2 separate regions of the Mus musculus genome follow, and region 1 is linked to region 2. A link is a contact called in public Hi-C data. All regions are on one chromosome and are shown on one strand. The core of a region is the stretch at or near the end of the contact, and the rest is flanking DNA. Distances in the headings are between cores, read along the strand shown. Region 1 overlaps Rap1gap2 (RAP1 GTPase activating protein 2). Region 2 holds the start of Pimreg (PICALM interacting mitotic regulator).

Region 1 (2,700 bases), core at 57-2,556, 2.4 Mb after region 2:
CCCATTACAGCATCCATCCCAGAGAAAGCAACTGAGAACTACTGCTCATTTTACTGATGAGGAAACAGATGGCTAAGACATGGAACAAGCACCCTAAAACCAGAGAAAGGGGCACAGAGAATCCAGACTGCTCCAACCCAACTCTGACTCCCCATTAACCTAGCCATAAATCAAACTCAGAGTGTTTAAAAGGTAACTACTGGACCACAGAAATGGCTCCACAGATTAAAAAAACAAAAACCTGACACACAAGCTTGGTAAGTCCCTAGATTGTCTCTTCTCTCAGTACTTGTGTGTCTGTGTCCCCCCTCCCAACATAACAAGTACACATGTGCACATGCACGCTCATGCACACACATACACATACATACACACACACGCCACCAGTAGCAAAATCAACAACAAATAATTTTTTTAAAGAAACAAGTAAATACTGGTTGCAAGGAAAGCTTGGGGCTCTGCAAGTTGACACAGGCAGTGACCCAGGTCTGAAGCCTGGCTCTACATGTGGAGCCAGTCATTCTGGCTGAGGCTTGGGCACAGAGATACCAAGGGCATTGACTGGGAAAGAGGATGGGGGACATCCAGGCTCTGGCCAGATGCTGAGGCTGGACTGTAAGACCATCCAGAGACTCCAGCACAAGGGTGGTCCTGCAGCAGGTGGCTTCCACTCCTCACCTCCTCTCTTGTGCAAGTACCTAGGTTTCACCTGCTGTTAGCCCCTGAGGCTACAGGGCTCTTGGGAGGCTGCCCTATCCCTTCACTAGCAGTGGCTGACGTGAAGGCCCTGGCAGGCTGCCAACCACTCTGTCCTGTGAAGTAGGGCAGATGCAAGAGTCTGCCAGACTGGGTGAGCAGGCAGCTTGGGGCCCTGCCAGGTCCAGCGGGGAGAAGCAGAGCTTTGGTCAATGGGGCCTTCTTCTTACAAGCTCAAGGCCATTTACATGGCCCAAACTGAGGTACTCAGAGTCTCAAGAAATGGTTTTGTGTTCACTGACAAGATTTCTGGCTGAGCCCCAGCTGCTAGACACAGCCCACCCCCACCCCCAGCCACCAACCATGCACTGGTGGCCCAAGTCTAGTGCACATGTGTACTTGTTATGTTGGGAAGGGGGACACAGACACACAGGTATTGAGGACAGAGACAATCTGGGGACTTATCAAGCTTGTGTGTCAGGTTTTTGGTTTTTGTTTTGTTTTGTTCCATCTCAGAAGAAGAATCTGGCTGCCCACTCTGGGTATCTGGGACATGTGGGACAAAGCACAGATGCCTGCAGGCCCAGCTGTTTCCCTAGCCCGGCCCCTCCTCCTCAGGCCTGCATTAAAGTAGTCTATTCTGACAGGGTAAGGGTCTTAGGAATGCCTTTAAATCCACAGGGCAGCAGGGCAGGGCCCAAGACCTTTCTGGTAATGTCCATCCACGTCCCATCCGTATCCTAGCTCCTCCTCTGACCTCGGTCTCCCCCTCCTCTCGGCTTACAACCAGATGCCCAGGGGAGCTTAGAGAGGGAAGGCTAGAGACCCAACAAAACCCCCATGTCCAGGGATGGCCTGCCACCCAGAAGACTGGCAGGGCTGCTCAGAGGGAGTCAGGATAGGCAAGGGAAGGCCCTCCCCAGCTGCCTGTTTCACAGCCAAGTCTTGAAACCTTGGCAGAACTCCAGGAGTGAGGTGGACTGGCCCCTGCAGGGAGGGATGGGGGAATCCTATTGATTGCTGAGCTGGAATCTCTTTCCAACCTGGAGTGAATGGGAATGAGATAGCCCTACCTGAGAAGTGATTCAATTCCAGCCACACTTCACACACACCCACGGGGCCGGTTTCTCACATGCCCCAGAGGCTCCTGGGAAGACTTCCAGCTCCCGGCTCCCTGGCTCTGCGGCCTCAGCTCTAAGTGCCCTCAGCATCAATCAGCTTCAATCTCTTCCCTATGAGCAGACTAATGGGCCTTGTTAGACTTCAAGAAGACTATCCGAGGGGCTAGAAAGACGGCTCTGTGGCTAAAGGCACTTGCCACCAAACCTAACAACCTGGGTTCAATCCCTAGGAGCCACATAGTGGAAGGAGAGAACTGACTCCTGCAAGTTGGCCTCTGATTTCCATATGCACACGCATGCACACACACACACACACACACACACACACACACACACACAAATGTAGAAGACGAAGAAGACTGCTGTAATGCAAAGCCTGGCCCAGAGCAGAAGCCACCATCAATCACTCAGGTTTTTTGTCTTTACTTTCCCTGTCGACCTACATGTACAAAAGGTCACCTTCATCACAGAGTTCCCCAAACCATCCGGCAGCCCATACCCCATCCTGCCTGTCTCTGCTCCCATAAGTAGCCATGGCTAGAAGGACCCTGAGGCTTTAAAATCCAGATTTCCTGTTTTGCAAAGATAGAAACAAAGGCCCAGAGAGGGAAGGAACTGACTTGCAGTCACACATCAACAAAGAGACAGAAGCAGAGACCCCAGGCTGCTCGGTCATTCTGTCTTCTGGGGTCCCTCCCGCCTTTACTCTCCTTTTTCATTGTTGGCCCTCCTACTTCAGGGTTCAGCTAAGGCCCAGTGTCAGCCAGGGGGCCCTGAGGGAGCTAACCCAGTTCTCCTCACAGTTTATGCATCACCCATAGTGCCTGGGGGGGAGGGGTGCTCTGGGGAGCACCTTAGAAGACACGGGCATCTTTCCAAATTC
Region 2 (2,700 bases), core at 104-2,603:
GTCAACCCTGGTCACACAGACAACGTCCCTGCATGCATGGCCTTTGGGTCCTTCACCCTGCTACAGTTAGTGAGTGAAGTGTACGGCCAGTCTCTCCACACCCCAGCTACCTCACAGAGCTGCAGAGCACTGGGGATAAACTGGGCTTGCTGATAGAAAGGGAGTGTTTGCAAGTGCTACACACAAATCAACCATTATTATTATAGGGGGTTGGGAGGTAAACACTGAGGTCAGGAGAGGGTCAGACAATCCTGACACCAGGAAGAGGCCTGAAGAGTCTCTAGGAGTCTCACTCCAGGCTGAGGAAAGGAGAGAGGAGGGAGAAGAGAAATTCTTTTTTGAGGACCGATAAGAAGGCCCCATTGTGGTGGCACGCCAGGCCCCTTGATTTCAATCTTGGGGAGGCTGAGTGTGGCCAGTTAGAACCAACCACCTCTAACTCCAGCTCCAGAGGGTCTGACTTCCTCTTCTGTGTCGCCACCACGCCACCCCACAGGCATTTACATGCACAGAGACATATAATTAAAAATAAAAATATTTTTTTTAAAAAAAGTCAAAACCATAAAAATGAAAGCATGGGAGAAAGTGACCCAGCCTGGGTTGCTGTTGTTTGTCGTCGTCGTCTTTGTTTCTTGTTTTGTTTTTTTAGCTTGCTGGCAGACTACAGGAAAGAAAGATTGAAAGATGCGTAGAGCAAGACCCGGCAGAGGAACTGACCTAACTGTGGAGAGGGTGATCTACAGTCTGTCCCCTCCTCTGAGATGTGCTTTCTTGGGCGCCGCCAGCAGGGTGTTTGTTTGAGGAACAGACAGGGGCAGGGCCATCTCGCAGGAAGGAAGAGAATTACGCGGGGAATTTGAAACAAAACTTCCCAGGGATCGCAAAGCTCGGCAGTCCCAGCCTATCGCTTTGACAAAACTACTTATCGTGGGAGAGAAGTTAGGCGGGGTGAAGGACTGAAAGGGGCGCGTGCCCTGGGTGGCGGTGACCTGAACCCCCGCAGCATCCTGCACCCTGACCTGCATGCTTGAAGAAGAGAGCTTGGGAGAACGATGGACTAGGCGCGGTCGCCTGGGACCAAGCAGCCGGGATGTAGGGAGGCGGGCTGGTCGGTAACAGTGATCCGGTGGCGACCTGGACCCCTCTGCGGCGAGCCAGGTGGGGGGTCTACGAACGATGTATGGGCGTGGCCAGGCCAATCCCAAAGCAGGATTTACAGTCACGAGAGAAAAAGACCAATCGAAATCCGGGGCGGCGGTGGTGGATGGCTGATAGGGCCAATGGGCTGCAAGCGCCGGGGCGGGGCGGGGCCGCGCGGAGTTTCAAATCGGCTGCGGTGGGCTAGGAGAGGGTGTTGATCTTCGGGTCCGGGTATCGAGCAGGGAGGTGAGCATGCGGGGTTACCGAGGGGCTTAAGGAGGGGGGTGGGGGACGGTCTCACGGGGAGCTCTGAATGGGGAACGGGTCAGGAGCTCTGGATAGGACCCACAAGACAAAGGGAATGTCTAGGAGTTGCAAACGCCCCATCGGATCCGAGGCCTTGGCTGGATTGCTAAATCTGCTCCGGAGAGGAAAATTTGTGAAAACAGCATACTGCTGGTGCCCTGCGTAAGCGCCGAGGCTCCGTGACCTGTGTGCCACTCCACTTAGCCTATGGGGAATAGGCTAGGATGGAAAGACGGACAAATTGCCGCCTTGCAACGGAGGCAGCTGCTGACCATGATGCCATTGGTCATCTTTCTGGCATCCACAATTGCCCAACAGGCCTACCCCGCGAGGTTCCACTTCATCTCTTTCCCAGTTCCCAAGGTCCCTGGAGCCTTGGAATGGGGTCAGGGAGTACTTTGATGACCTTTTGACCTCCCCAGGATCTAGCGGGCAGCGGAAACTGGACCAAGCACATGGCGTCTCAGTGGCAGGGCATGAGGACCTCTGTGCGCAGACGATCACTCCTAAAGGAGGAACAGCTAGAGAAGAAGGAGGTGACCCGGTCTGCTGGGGGTCATCCGGAGACCGGTCCCTTGGGCTCCCTGTGCAGACAATTCCAAAGGAGGCTGCCTCTGAGAGCGGTCAGCCTGAACCTCGGTAACGGCCCCTCCTGGAAACGCCTGGAAAGTCCAGAGCCAGAGCAGCAAGGTCTTCAGGCTGCAGCTCGCTCAGCCAAAAGCGCCTTGGGTGCCATGTCCCAGGTAACAATGACACCACCAGCCGTCTGTTTACAGAAGCGTCCTTGGTGTTGACTGTCCCTATCCTCAGGGAGACCCCAGGAATATAGACTCCATGGGGTCTTGGGGTTTGATTAGGTTCTTGCCATTTTCCCAGAACCCCGGTCATTCTGGCACATAATAGTTTCCCAACAAATCAGTAGGTGAATAAAGTCATGGAAGAAATTGGTGTTCCCCATGCAAGGTGACCTGCCATGTCCTGTGATAGAAAATTGCAGGAAATGGCTATCTATAAAGAGATACCAGTCTCAAGCTTAGTGGATAAAGACTTCCTAGAATAGGTGACTCTTCCAAGATCACTCAGGAAAGGGGAGGTGTATGTAGGCACAGGGCCAGTGGGATGCTGTGAGTGAGTCCAGCGTGGATGCTGAAGAGAAGAGTCCCCAGTGTGAAGCTAAGCAGTCAGTATAGTGAGAGAGGTGATCCTGTGTGCTGACCCCCATTTAAAGTCTCCCAGTCACACTCTTACACCTTA

The links. A called contact is a pair of places that touch in the nucleus more often than the background predicts.
Region 1: a contact with region 2 is called in a Hi-C map of uterus, with 7 times the contacts expected there. The contact joins the enhancer-like site here to the promoter of Pimreg in region 2. A contact is called at or near these places in 5 of 39 promoter capture datasets (the 3T3-L1 cell line, the C10 cell line, liver and 1 more) and 1 of 484 Hi-C or Micro-C datasets (uterus).

What each region holds. Positions count from the first base shown.
Region 1 is chr11:74,408,250-74,410,949 of GRCm38.p6, forward strand. All of the region lies in intron 14 of Rap1gap2 (RAP1 GTPase activating protein 2), which reads right to left. Among named protein-coding and RNA genes, the nearest start is that of Olfr412, 45 kb to the left of the region's middle. Within about 2 kb of position 1,307, at least 133 of the 459 cell types and tissues checked have an H3K27ac peak or open chromatin away from gene starts, as enhancers often do. A contact at or near this core is called in uterus, where this site is marked.
Region 2 is chr11:72,041,149-72,043,848 of GRCm38.p6, forward strand. Pimreg (PICALM interacting mitotic regulator) reads left to right here and starts at 1,354. Exons shown (of 6, transcript NM_144526.3): 1 at 1,354-1,386; 2 at 1,869-2,189. The coding sequence starts at 1,902. It also overlaps a transcript of Aipl1 not described here.